Linked DNA regions of Gossypium hirsutum: region 2 is linked to region 1. The links are chromatin contacts, called in public Hi-C maps. All regions are on one chromosome and are shown on one strand. Each heading gives the region's core, a stretch centred on a gene start, on an enhancer-like site or on the middle of the called end of the contact. The rest is flanking DNA. Distances are from core to core; before and after follow the strand shown.

Region 1 (6,875 bases), core at 2,380-4,879:
AAACGGGGTTATCTTATTTTGAGGTCAGTTTTAGTTACAAGCAGCTTCCTCTTGTGTATTATTTGTGTGGTATAATAGGGCACAATCACTCTAATTGCCAAAGATTGATCGACTCTTCGAAGGGTGAGCTCTTCGAAGGGGGAGCTAATCTAAGGTTGGTCGGAGGATATACGAGCGGAGGTCAAACATAGGAGTCGAAAACAATTTGTTTAGTGGAGGCGTGATTTAAGAAAGAATGAGAATTTTTGGGCGACATTTCAGGTGGGATTATATGACATAGTGGGAGGGGAGAGTAATTCACACATCCAAAATAGATGGCTTTCTTATCTAAAACAGGTAGCTCCCAATGTCAATGTTGGAGCTAATGATCAGGGCCAAGGGGCATCAAGTGGACTATCGAATGATGGCCCTTTTCCGGGGTATCTATTTGGGCCAATTAGGAGTGTTTAACAATCCATTAAAGATTCTATTATGGATGTTCAAGAAAAAAAAAGTCTAGGCTCGATTCTAATGTTTCAGCTCAGCATGTTTCTTCAAATGATACGGCCCAGCATACTACTATTTGGGGCAGCTCTAGCTTTAATCAAACTACTGTATCGGTCGGTCTCTTAGTGGAGACCCATCGGAAGCCATGATTTGTATTGCTTGGAACTGCCGGGGACTGGTAATCCCCGTGCGGTACTCACCCTCAGGGAGCTTGTTCATTCTAATAAACCTTGTATTTTGTTTTTATCCGAGACTTTAGTTCATTAAAATAAAGAATTGTGCATTTCTTTACTTTTTGGTTATTGTTTATGTGTAGACCGTCTTGGTCGTAGTGCTGTACTTGCATTATTTTGGAATTCAACTTTTAATATTTCTATTTTCGGGTATTCTTAGAATCACATTGATGCTCTTGTTGAGTTAGACAATGGTTTTAAATAGAGGCTTACTGGTTTCTATGGTTTTCCGGAGTCTAGTAGGAAGCGTGGTTCTTGGGCTTTGCTAAGACATTTGACGTCCCTTAATTCTCTTCCATGGATGTGCTTTGGGGATTTCAATAATCTTTTGTCAATTAATGATAAGAAAGGTGCTGCAGTTTACCTTACTATTTGGCTCGATGGTTTTCGTGATTGTGTTTCAGACTGTAATCTTTTAGAGGTTCCTCTTTTACTTGGGAACGGGGTAGGGGAACCAGTTCTTTTGTCATGGAAAGGCTTAATAGGGCTTTTGTAAATGACGCGTGGGTTCAACGCTATCCATTCCATAAGCTTTATAGTCGTGTGTGTCCCACTTCGTATCACTCACCTATTAAATTAGTGGTGAAAGCTAGGTTTTCAACCCCAAGAGTTCGGCGCTTCAAGTTTGAGAAGTTTTGGCTTAGTGAAACAGGTTTTTTTTGATGTCATTGCAGATGCTTGGTTTATGGTGTCGAATGGGTCTGTTTCTGCCAAGTTAAGTAATTGTGTTTTTTCTCTTTCTTAATGGAGGTACAAGTTGGGAGGAAATTTCAGTTCTTGTATTAAGGTTGTTAAGGAGGAACTTTTCCGGTCATATTCTATAGGGAATAATGATGATGAGGTTCTAAAGTTATGTTTTGACTTAAATATTTTGCTTGCTCAAGAGGGGTTTTAGAAACAGTGAGCTAGATTTTTTCCATGCTTGGGTGAGTAAAAGAAAATGGTTAAATCATATTTCTATGCTTTATGATGATGTGGGTCAGCAATGTACTGACGAGGCGGGCATGCATTTCATTGTTCTTAGTTATTTTACTTCCCTTTTTTCGGTTTCGGTTACCTTGCAGTTTGATGCTTTTCTGATTTTGATTCTCGTTGTACACTCTGATAATAATGCTCTTCTTTCTCCTTTTACTACTGAGGAGTTTAGACTGGCATTGTTTGAAATGCATCCAGATAAAGCTCTCAGGCCGACGTATAAATGTTGCATTCTATCAGAAGTGCTAGCATATTATTGGTGAGGAGATTTTTACAGCGTGTTGTGAAGGCTGAATGTAGCTGCTCCCCCCCCCACTTTTTAGATTAATGATTCCATTATAGTTTTAATTCCAAAAAATCAGAAGCCGACATCTATGAAAGATTTGAGGTTGATTGCGCTTTGTAACATTGTTTATAAACTGGTGGTGAAGGTTCTTACGAATTGTCTGAAGATCTTGTTACCTCGATTCATTTCTTGGTCTTAATTTGCTTTTGTTCCAAGTCATCTCATTACTGATAATGCGATGGTTGCTTTTGAAACCATTCATCACATGAAGAATAAAGGGTGAGGTTTGTGAGATCGCTTTAAAAGTTGACATTAGTAAAGCCTATGACATGGTGAATTGGATCTTTCTTCATTTTATTTTGGAAAGGCTGGGTTCCATCACAGATAAGTAGATTGGATGATGCTTTGTGTTCCCTTCGTCAACTATATCATTTTGTTTAATGGCACTGAGTTGGGACTAATTTCTCCCAAACGAGGCCTCTGTCAGGGTGATCCATTATCACTGTATCTTTTCATTCTGTGCACTGAGGGGCCAAGTTATTTGATGATGAACGCAGAGAGATGAGTGGATATTCATGGACTCTCTATTTTTAGGGGAGTCCTACATTATCACATCTGCTTTTTGCAGATGATGGTTTCTTCTTTTTTTGTGCTATGGAGACAGAAGCTGAGGAGGTGAAGGGGTCATTATTATGTTACAATGAAGCTTCTGGGTAGGCCATTAATTTCTTTGAGTCTGGAATTATGTTTAGTTCTAATTCCAAGCAACAAGGCCGTTAGAGAATTTGTTCTATTCTTGTTGTTTCAATGCCTCTTAATCATGGTCGTTATTTGGGACTTTCGTCACTAACTGGGCGTAAAAGAAAGCAAGTCTTTGCTTTCCTAAAGGAGCATTGAGCAAGCATATCCACAGCTAGAAAAATAGGTTTCTCTCTAGTGCAAGTAAGGAAGTTGTGCTTAAAACGGTGGCTCAGGCTGTTTTAGTCTATAGTCAGCACGTGTTTTTACTACCTCATAATGCTTGTGATGACCTACTGAAGATGATGAGTTCTTTTTGGCGGGGTTTTGATAATGATGGGCGGAAAATTCACTATGCTTATTGGGATAGGTTTTGTGTTCCTAAACAATTTGGTAGATTGGGTTTTCACAACTCGAGAAGCAAGGTTGGCAATTCCTTTCGGTGAATTGTGGGTTTCTTGATGAGTTGGAAGGTAATTCTCCTTCTTTCATTTGGAAAAGTATTCATAAGGCTATGAAGGTGCTTTATAGAGGGGTTAGATGCTGAGTTGGTGATGCGAGGGCGATTGAGGGGCACAATGATTCGTGGATTAGTGAATGATAATTTTTTTTTATTAATTTTACTCCAATTGAAGGTTGTGAACATCTGGAAGTCAATGGTTTAATCCACTCTAACGGTGGTGCATTGGATACAGATATGGTTGAGGGACTCCTTACCCCATAAGATGCTGACTGTGTGCTTCATATGCCGATCAGTTGGTCTACGGGGGTTAAAGGTTTATCTTTGGCGTTGTTTGCGTGGGTTTTTCTGTGCAATAGTAAGATTTTTCATCGTGGAATCCAAGTTGATTCTCTCTGCTTTAGGTGTCAACAGTCAGAAAAAGACATTGATCATGTTCTTTTTTGTTGTTCACATGCCAAAGTCGTTTGGGATTTGCTAGATGTTGAGTCCCAATCTACTTTTAGAATGATGGCGGAATCTGTTGTGTATCAGGCGAGGTCGTTCCTGCAAGGTTGGTTGGTAGCTAAAAAATGTGCATGAGTCAGCCGATTTTTAGAACACTAGTTGAGGGTGGTGATGACCACTGGTGCTGTCCGCCAGCAAGTAAACTGAAAAATGCAACTTTGATGTCGCTATTTTAAATAACTATGGTTCCATGGCAGGGAGGTTATGTTCGTTCCATCACCGGTTTTATGAAGAGTGACATGGTTAAAGTTCTTGCTGCACGTGAGGCTCGCTCTTGGCTAAAATCATTGCAGAAGGATTATATTGTTCTGGAAACTGATTGTCAAAAGGCTTTGGTATGCTATTTCTGATAATAGTTTGAATGTGTCGGATTTAGTCATTGATATCTAATTGTACCTCATATCATTTCCAGCTCAGTCTTTTTCTATCCGTAGGATCGCCAACAAAAATCCATAACTGCGGCTACTAGTATAGGCAAGCAACTAAAACATTTTATCTCTTTGCATTGAAATGCAACTACGATCAACATTTGTTCAATGATTATACAGACAGTTTCCTTCTACAAAACTAAATATTCACAAGCTACATCAACTATTATAGTTCTTACAATTTAATCATGAAGAAATGAAATTTGTCACATTCTAATTTATAAAGAAATAACACGCATCAAAAACATTACTTCATCTCAACTGACTTAAACCCGAATGTATTTCAGAAGCTCGGTGTTGAGTATCCTAGCTCAAGACAAATGGTCAGAAGTATCATCAGTAAGCCCTGGGTCATGATTTCATTGCATTGGACGACTGAGGAAGGATGTTGTTGGCCAGTTCTTCATTTACCTTGACAGGAAGTGGAGGCATTTGTTTCATCACCTCGGGTTGGTCATTCAAGCTGCAGATGACTCGTCCATGTTAATTAATGTACAGAAGACACATCCTGTAAATTGCTATATATGTTCGAACGCAATGTGCTATAAGAATCCTGATGTGAAGAACAAGTTCACAGACAACAGATGAAATTTCCCAATTCTTGACACCTTAGCTAACGAAATTTCCTACTAATCAAACGAAACAATTTCGCAATACACGATAGCATGCAATAATAATGAATACCTCCAAATTCACTAAAGCTTATTTTTTCTATGTTACCCGGACTCTTCAGTTTCTCTACAGCACCCATGTATGACAAATACTTGGACACAAGAATAATGGTATGATCATCCACACATATGGAAAAACTTACAAAAAATGAGCATACCCAGACTCGTATCCATATCTAAGGTTTAATGACAATGACACATGCATCTAGCCATCAAAGCCGAGGGACACCCAAGTATTTGACTTGTTAATCAATTTTACTTTCAGAATCTTCACATAAATCTGAATATTTTCATACATCAGTGGTTGTCAATTTTATTCAGCAAAGACGTAACAGAGTTGAGGGCAATCATCATAACTTCATATTAGACAAGCCAAATCTATCTTGCAACAAGACCAGGTGATTTATAGGAAAAGGCTATTAATCAAAGGGTTAAGATTCATAAAGCTTAGTTAATCTGAAAGTTAAGCTACAAAGGAGGAAAGTGGTTATGAAACTGAAACATGTGATTTACAAAGATTCATAAAGCTTAATGGCGGGTAAATTTTATGGTATAATGATGGAGCACAATGAAAAGTAATGCAAAATTGCCACCAGAAAAAGGTTCAGGAGCTAAAACTACCAACCATACCCTCGACAGAACTTTTTCACATCATTTGCTTTGGATTGGCCAGTTGTATGATCATTTGTCTTCCTTATTTTCACACGGGCAAATTTAGAAATTCTTTTAGGAGAGGCCAAATTTTAAGCTGTCAAACCATAATTTTATTATTTATTAATTTATAATTTCATCATTTATGAGGGGACTGAAATAGTAATTTTCCATTTTTGGGAGGCCAGGGTCCCTCCTTGGCCCCCTAAACACGCCCCTGTTTTCACTTTTCCAACTTTAACATGATCTTTAGTTTTCTATTACAAACTTGCAATCGTGCAATAAATATGCAACTATATCTAATTTGGACGACACGTAACAGAGAGCATAGAGGAAATATCATACTCATTCAAGATTGTGAGGATATTGTCCCGTGCTTTGCATAAGAGATTAATATTATCATGTATCTGCATGGAAAAAAGAATAATAACAATCAATAAAGAAAGAATATGAAGATACTTGGGAGACAGCGGCTTCCAAACCTACAACAGTATATGATAATAAGGCCAACCAAACAGATGGTTGTAATCATCAAATAACTTTCATTTTTCATACAGAACCTTTAGACAGTAAACTGGCATAAACTTATTAGGTGGCAAAAAAGTAACAGATAATATTAAATATTGAAGAATCTGAGTAATAAATGAAATTGAAAAGTGATGTCTAATAATCTTTGCATGCATGAGAATGGCATACAAAGTATTAGTTACATCTACAAAATCAGAGTGTTGGTACCTTCTGATAAAATTGAAATTTTTTTGGTTCACTGTTTGATTTTTCATTCTTTTTTTATTCCAATTTTTAACACGTTGCTACTTTCACTCAAACCACCAAAGACCTGATACAAACAGGTCCAGTGGGAAAATATTATACTTAGAATAATAGAAAGATATCAACTCCTATGAATACAACTTGACAACGCATAAACCTTGAGAGTTGAAAGAGAACGATGGCCACTTAAAGCAAAATGAAGCAGCAGCAGCATTAATGAATGCAAAATTAGAAAGTAACAGATTAGAAGAAAGTCAGAGCAGATGTACACAGGTATACAATTATGAAGGAAATTGTATTCAAACCAAATATTTCACCTGGAAGGATGAAAAATTTGCAGATATTTGATTAAACATTTGAGCAGTTTGTTCCAGTAGGTCTCCTGTCACACCACCGATAGCTGAAAAGACATGATTCAAATTATAAAAGCGTATAGAGAGCAAGATGATCATATTGCCATCTTAAATAAAGTTCCCTCTAATCTATCCTATCCTCTTTCCGTTTTCCATTCTTCCATTGGCCAATTTTAGACACGTCCTAAGATTTATGATCTACATGGTCACTGACCCTTGTCAGCTCCAAATAAACCTGTGCACTAGTCAAGTTCTAAGCTTGATAAAATTTGATATATTCTAAAAATAAGCATTGTCTATAGGGATAAAAAGTTCA
Region 2 (7,899 bases), core at 1,220-3,719, 40 kb before region 1:
TTATAGTTTAAGGCTTTATCAGATACTACTGTAGCAAAGAGCGTCCACGTGGGAGCTTTTTCCGTAATTTTGCTAACAGTGCATCCTTCTTGAAGCGTTTTTGACACTATTTATTCAAAACATCTTCTTAAAATTATTTTATCAGATACTACTGTAGCAAAAGAACGTTCACGTAGGAGCTTTTTTCCGTAATTTTACTGACAGTGCATCCTTCTTGAAGCGTTTTTGACACTATTTGTTCAGAAACATCTTCTCAAAATCATTTTATCAGATACTACTGTAGCAAAAGAGCGTCCACGTGGGAGCTTTTTTCCGTAATTTTGCTGACAGTGCATCCTTCTTGAAACTTTTTTAACACTATTTGTTCAGAAACATCTTCTCAAATTTATTTTTCAGATACTACTGCAGCAAAAGAGCGTCCACATGGGACCTTTTTTCCGTAATTTTGCTAACAATGCATCCTTCTTGAAGCGTTTTTAACACTATTTGTTCAGAAACATATTCTCAAATTTATTTTTTCAGATACTACTGTAGCAAAAGAGCATCCACGTGGGAGCTTTTTTCCGTAATTAATAGTTAATTTAATTAATAAACTCTAAAAAACCCTAAACCCTAATTTAATTAATTTTTTTTAATTTCATAGTTAATTTAATTAATTAACCCTCAACTCTAATTAAATTAATTTTTCCTTTAAAAAACACAAAAACCTTAAACCACTAAAACCTTAATCCTAAAACAATCAAAAACCCTAACTTTAAAAAATCTTAAACCCTAATTTAATTGACTTTTTTATTTTCATAGTTAATTTAATTAATTAACCCTCAACTCTAATTAAATTAATTTTTCCTTTAAAAAATACAAAAATTCTAAACCACTAAAACCCTAATCCTAAAACAATCAAAAACCCTAACTTTAAAAAACCCTAAACCCTAATTTAATTGATTTTTTTTTATTTTCATAGTTAATTTAATTAATTAACCCTCAACTCTAATTAAATTAATTTTCCCTTAAAAATACTAAAACCCTAAACCACTAAAACCCTGATCCTAAAACAATCAAAAACCTTAATCATAAAAAAACTTTAAACCCTAATTTAATTGATTTTTTTTTTATTTTCATAGTTAATTTAATTAATTAACCCTCAACTCTAATTAAATTAATTTTTCCCTTAAAAAACACTAAAATCCAAAACCACTAAAACTTTGATCTTAAAACAATCAAAACCCCTAACCTTAAAAAACCTTAAACCCTAATTTAGTTATTTTTTTTATTTTCATAGTTAATTTAATTAATTAACCATCAACTCTAATTAAATTAATTTTTCCCTTAAAAATGCTAAAATCCAAAACCACTAAAACCCTGATCCTAAAACAATCAAAATCCCTAACCTTAAAAAACCTTAAACCCTAATTTAATTTATTTTTTATTTTCATAGTTAATTTAATTAATTAACCCTCAACTCTAATTAAATTAATTTTTCCTTTAAAAACACAAAAATTCTAAACCACTAAAACCTCAATCCTAAAACTATCAAAAATCCTAACCTTAAAAAACCCTAAACCCTAATTTAATTTTTTTATTTTCATAGTTAATTTAATTAATTAACCTTCAATTCTAATTAAATTAATTTTTTCTTAAAAAATACTAAAACCCTAAACCTTAAAAACTCTAACACTAAAAAAAGAGACAAAACGCTCCCTTAAAGAAGCGTTTTGTTGATACGTACCCTAATTTCACGCTGATGTGGATGCGCTTTTGAGAAAAATAATCATTTCCTGCAAATAGTGAAAAAGTCGGACCATTCTATAAATAACGAAATAAAAGAGCTTTTGTTTTAGAGTTTTGAAGTGTACGAGAAAAGTGTTGGGAGAATGGATGATGAAATAATTACACAAGGCATGGCGTGTGTTGTTGTTTTCCAATGCTATATATAATAATAATCATTCTTTCCAAACAGGGATGATTCCTTGAGCTGCCAAACGCTTTTCAACCCAGAAAACTACATGCTTCGCTGTGATTTTCTTCTCATCAACCAGGAAAGGCTCCACGGTGCCATCATTCAATTTCAGAGGACCTGCTGAGTTTGTCATATATTGTTCATACCTGTAAGTTCTTCATTAGGGAAGAAAGCCCAGAATGAATAAGGCCACCCATTCTTCAGAAATGAACCTTCCAACTGTCAAGTTCGGAATGTGAACAAGATTCATAAACCCCGTCTATTATTAATAAATTAAGGAGGAAATAGAGAGACAAAACCTTGTTGTCTTGGAAAGAGAGTTGGATTTGAGAGAGATGATGTTGGGATTCAAGTATTGTTTTCAATGGAGGAATAACATCCTCCCACATCAACTCCGGCAGTGACTTTGCTGCTGGTTTGGGGCGCTTGCCTTCCTCCTTATTCTCAGCGGTGGCTAATACCAAATGGAAACACTTTTTAAAGCAAACTCGCGACTCCAAAAGATGAGCTTTGCTTATGGACAAAAGTAGCTCTATGTCACACCACTTAGAATGGAGAAACCTACTCACTCACTTGTAGGAGTTGACGATTCTTGAACAGCAGAACAGGTAACACATCCACGAGAAGGAATCAATTTACTCATCAAGTTACACACCAATGGTTCAACATGCATGCATACAAGACTAGAACCGGAGTAGTAGCTATACAAAACAATATATTTAACAATTCCCAAGAAGAAGCTCTTGAGTTGTACTAATTTTAAAATTTAATTGGTTATTCAGAAAATATGAAACTCTTTCGTTTTCAACTGTGAATTTGAACTTGATGATGCTATACAGAGAAAGTAAATAATCTTCACAGCAAACAGAGAGTTTGTACCTATTATCTATGACTGGAAATGAAAATTGTAGCTATATACAAGATAAATTTACCATTGATAGTGTGCAGGAGAAAGAAGAGTAGGTGGCTCTGGAATTCCAACTAAGGTATGAAGATGATGATGGAAAGCTCGACAACTCAACTTCTCTCGTCCCCACTATAGCCATTTTAATACTATCACTCCACACGACAGGATGAACCTCTTTACCTACTTCCAATTTTTGTTATTTTCCTTCAACCATCAAACATTTTTGAGGCAAAGGCAGAGGCAGAAAAGATCGATTAGCATTCAATAGAAGAGAAGAGCAAAGCTCTCCGATCCACAAGAAGTTTAGGAGAATATATGCCACTGATTTCCTCAATTTTCCTTCTCTGAAAAACGATAGACGATAGAGATACTATTTATTTTCCTACTGGGATAAGCTTAAATAAAAAATAAATAGGACGAATATAGTGGTCCAAATACCACAAACAATCTTAGGAATGAAAATAAAAAAGAGGAAAAATAGCAATGGCTCTTTCCTTTACAATTTGGTAGGAAAAAATGGCACATTAGCAAATGTTTTCAATAATCCAACCAACCAAACTATTTTGTTTTAATAACATAAAATTTAATCCAGACTTCTAATTTATAAAATACATTTAAGCCTACCTATGTATTTTAGGTTGTTAATTATACTATGCTATTATTTTACAGATGTATTTACCATACCATCTTAGTTGATCCCGCAGCAGTTGACTGAAACGGAATTCGCAGTCTCCAAAACCAAAAAAGTTGGCTCAAGGTGCATCAAATTATAGCTTTTTCCAATGCGAGTGTTAACACGTGATAATGTTTTTCTTCAAATGAAAGTAAGCATGCATAATTTTTATTTAGTTATTCATTTATGTTTTGAAAAAGAAATTATGCATTCAAACAGTCGAATATGAATAATTAAAATTAAACGATAGAATTTTTAAAAAAATAATTTCCTTAACAAGAAACCAAAAGAAACAAGAAAAAGGAGGATATATACGAACCACCTCAACAATCATACACTATACCATGCTATTTGTTTTACAGCCATATTTGCCAATTTATATTTGTATTATAAAAAGAATAAACACAAAATACCCCTCATCTTATGCATATGGGGCGGATGATTTTAACTGATTGATTCGCTGAATTATATAACTTTCCATAGCCACAAGCTGGATGAAGCTTAATATACACCAACCTGATCCAAATAACAGTACTGCACCCTCTCACGTAACCCTCCCATGTTTTTCAAGCAGCGCCGGGCCGATGACAAGCTTTAACTGCTCATTAATGGTTCATCAAACCAAAGCAGACAGCAGCAGATAGAACAGTCATGTGTTCCACTCCAAGGCACAGTGTAAAACCATGAATTTGATTGGCTATATAACCCAAGAATCGAAGGTCAGAACAGCTCCTCTGAATTGAACTTGTTCCAGGCTTCCTGTTTTAAATGGAAACAAAATGAAGCTATCTGAGAAAGAAAACTAAATGAAGGACCTATGCAAGATAGCATCATAAAAATGGAAATCAGTATAATTAAAGGCTCTAATACTAAAATGGCACAACAAGCATGAAGTGCTTCAGTCAAAAGATTTACCAAGTACCTTAAGCAAGTCAAACACCTTCTCTGCAACGTATTTCTGTTGAAGATTGGCACCTTTTTGCTGGACTTTATCGGGATGGATGCAAAGTGTTGCCTTTCTGTAAGCCTTTTTAACTGCAGCACCCATAATCAAATCCGTCAAAGAAACAGGCTGCCAACCACATTCGGGCCAAAGGACCTAATATCAAACAGGTTCAAGAGACAAATTAGTTAAATCAGTAACCAAATAAAATTTGTACTACAACACATTCAAATAAACAAAATGATGAAGAGAAACAACCATGAAAATTTCATAAGGTCCCTTTCCATTCACTTTAAAAGGACCTCTTGTCAATATCATAGCAGTGGTCATCACAATCAATCTAATCAAACCTTCAGATGAATGTTGGCATAGGTAAGTTCAAGAACCTGTGATGCATGTATCCTACATGATTGTGTATTAGATGCTTACACCAAGTTCAACATCCACCTACACTGGCTCATTTGGTAGCAAGCAAAGAACAGGGATGCCACATGTTATGTAGCTCAACCATTAGATTAAAAACTTTTTCCTTCCTTAATCCTTTCTTACCTTCCTACCATACCTTACAGTGGTTCAAGAAACTATAATGCCCACTAAATAATTGCATGCATGTCACAACAGTAGTTCCTTGACTGAAAGAATGAAACTGTGAGAGCCAGCTGGTGAACATCATGTAAGGGAAGAAGCTCTAAAGACATACTTTTATGCCTTTTAGTCCTTAATTCTAAAAGTCTGCTAGATCACAAGTCTAAGCTAACAAAATGGCCGCTGGACAACTTTCCAGCCCTGTATCCTTTTCAAGTTTGAATTCTACTTAAAATCAGCATCAGATGTTACAGAACATCCATCAGACATAACAGCAATGCAGTGAATGTAAAAGAGTTGGGCAACTTAAATAGGAGATTATCAAAAAGCTTAGAGTTAAATTTCAAGGAGTTTCTTATGTTTGAATCCCTCTCGCTCAGTCTTCCTTCAACAATGTATCTCATACTTTGCTTTGAAGTCCTCTACTGCTTGTATGAAGCATCTCAAAAATGTAGTACATCAGACAGTGGGCAATAAAATGAGAACTGTGCAAGATATATAGCCAAAAAAAGGGGGGGGGAAAAAAGGAAAGAAAGACAGCTGGTTCCTACATAAAATACTATGCAAGAGAGGACAAAGAAGATTAAATGGTTGTAATAAGTTATAACACACATATTGCAATGTTGACAGCAGAGCACGCAAATTTCCCTCTTTTCCAGCAGCCCATCTCTTGATTTCAACATCTAGTGTTTCAGAAATTCTCTGAAATAAGATCATAGATCAATATTAGACAAACAATAACTAAAATAAACTTTTGCAGACATGTGCACGTAGGTACAGAAACTTGTAAATTCCAGACATATATTATACAAAATGCTTTCAGTATGTATTATTCTACATTCAATACTTGAGCCAATCAAATCCAAATTAACATAACATTCGGGTGCAAGACTAGTTGGGCATGTTAAAAAAACCTAAAGTTTCATATTTGACATTATTCCTCAGTCCTAAGGCATCTCATTGGTGATACCGGGGGTTACGAATTGAGACAAAAATACGGACCAAGTTTCAATTTATTATATATAACATTATCAGGAGTCTCCACATAATTATGTTAAAGGATCAAGAACCAAGTTAATCTTCATTTTTCCTCATGTAAGTTTTATCCAGAGCCAAAGCAACCGATTTCCTTTGTATATATTAGTAATTTAGTACAATCCTTTCAAAAAAAGGTTAGTAGTTTAGTACAAAGAATAAGTAAATGTTTAACCTGCCCTAGAGTTAACTTTATAAACCCTGACCTTAAAGAAGGCAGAGTGAAGTGAAGAGCAATCAAATGTGCCATTGTGTAATGTATATGATATGAAGGCTGGGGTCAGGAGAAAAAAGTCATTTAGGTTGGATCACATTGAAAAGTAAACTCCAACAAAACGCCCACTCAAAAAATAAAAAGACGACAAAAAAGAATAGAATGAACAAAAGTAAAAAGAAAAAGAATGTTCACTGCATCTGCTTACATGTCTCTCAGCCTGCTCCCTTTGCACTTGAAGGTCCCGATGATTTTTCTCAGCCAGTGCTTTTGCCTGGATACAAGAACTCAATAGTAAAAGAGAGCTAGCAAGCAGTTTATAAGTTATAACAGGACAAGAGAGAAAAGATAACTAAATCATGCAACAAAGAATACATACCGCGCGCTCCTGAGTTCTTTGCTGGCGTTCCAACCTGGCTCTTCGCCTTTCTTCAGTTTCCCCATCAACCTCTTGGAACTCCCCAAATGAGGATGCAGCAGCTTTAGCAAGAGGAGGAGTTTGGTCAGTTATCAACTATGAAGAAGAACATATATAAAACATTACAGATTCACAAAGATCATTACATCTCAAGTTTGCAAGTACCTCCAAAAATAGAGCTGAGATCATCAACAATATTTGCACTTGAAGAAGCTTTCCTCATGCTAGATGAGGATCCGGCAGATGTTCCCCTAGCTACTTCAGGCCCTCCCTTATTTTGTCCATCAAACAGGGGATCCTGCAAAAGCAAAAGGTTGGGTTAGAAACTGGACAGACTGATACTACAACACAAAGCAGAAGCTGAATACAGTATGACATTCTTATAGTCTTACAGAAGAGTTAGTTCTTGGTCTTGGAGCACTGCTTGGTCGAGAACCCATACTAAAGAAGGATTCAAGATCATTGTCATTATTTTGCTGGCTTGCCCTTGCAGAAGCAGCTGCTCTTTCTCGAGCCTCAGCAGCAGCCTTCTCTGCAGCAGCTCTTTCAGCTCTAAGCTTTGCTTCAGCTCTTTCAGCCTTCTCTTGAGCTTCCTTCTCTTTTGCTTCCCTTTCTCTCGCTTCCGCAGCAGCTCTTTCAGCTCTTTCTCTTGCCTCAGCTGCTGCTCTTTGACGGGCTTCAGCTTGTGCTCTCTGCACTGCAGCCCTTTCGGCACGTTCTCGAGCTTCAGCAGCTGCCTTTTCAACTGCAGCCCTTTCAGCTCTCACACGAGCTTCAGCTGCTGCTCTTTCACGAGCTTCTCTAGTAGCCCTTTGAACAGCTTGTCTGGCCCTTTCCTGTTCCCTCTCTTTCTCAAGCCTTCTTTGTTCTCTCTCTTTCTCCTCCCTTTCCCTCTCCAATTCATATCTCCGTTGCTGTCTCTCTTCCTCCTCCCTTTCCCTTTGTTGCTTCTCACGCTCCAATCTCTCGTGCTTTTCTCTAGCTTCTCTACCCAAAGCATCTTGCATAGCTCTCTCATCTTTATCCATTACACCAGCCTCTTTATTTCTTGCAGCCTTCAAATTCTCTCTCTCCCTCATTTCCTTTGCATGCCTAAATTTAGCCTCTGCTCTATCCATTGCCTCTTTCATCGCAGCAGCAGAAGCTACAGCAGCAGAGTTGGTCCCA

The links. Hi-C and Micro-C count contacts between places; a contact is called where the count stands out from the background.
Region 2: a contact with region 1 is called in a Hi-C map of seedling, with 2.8 times the contacts expected there. The contact joins two enhancer-like sites. A contact is called at or near these places in 9 of 34 Hi-C or Micro-C datasets (callus, fibers, hypocotyl and 3 more).

Annotation. Positions count from the first base shown.
Region 1 is chrA07:52,005,300-52,012,174 of Gossypium_hirsutum_v2.1, reverse strand. LOC107898273 reads right to left here. Exons shown (of 7, transcript XM_016823796.2): 5 at 6,524-6,606; 6 at 5,781-5,842; 7 at 4,157-4,576. The coding sequence ends at 4,465. LOC107898279 (a long non-coding RNA gene) reads left to right here and starts at 322. Exons shown (of 2, transcript XR_001684360.2): 1 at 322-4,020; 2 at 4,098-4,222. Within about 2 kb of position 3,629, at least 1 of the 9 cell types and tissues checked has an H3K27ac peak or open chromatin away from gene starts, as enhancers often do.
Region 2 is chrA07:52,043,536-52,051,434 of Gossypium_hirsutum_v2.1, reverse strand. LOC107898285 (auxilin-related protein 2) reads right to left here. Exons shown (of 8, transcript XM_016823805.2): 2 at 7,125-7,899; 3 at 6,898-7,030; 4 at 6,694-6,794; 5 at 6,523-6,588; 6 at 5,678-5,767; 7 at 4,460-4,636; 8 at 3,848-4,296. The coding sequence ends at 4,258. It also overlaps the pseudogene LOC107898294. Among protein-coding and RNA genes, the nearest start is that of LOC107898285, 6.9 kb to the right of the region's middle. Within about 2 kb of position 2,469, at least 2 of the 9 cell types and tissues checked have an H3K27ac peak or open chromatin away from gene starts, as enhancers often do.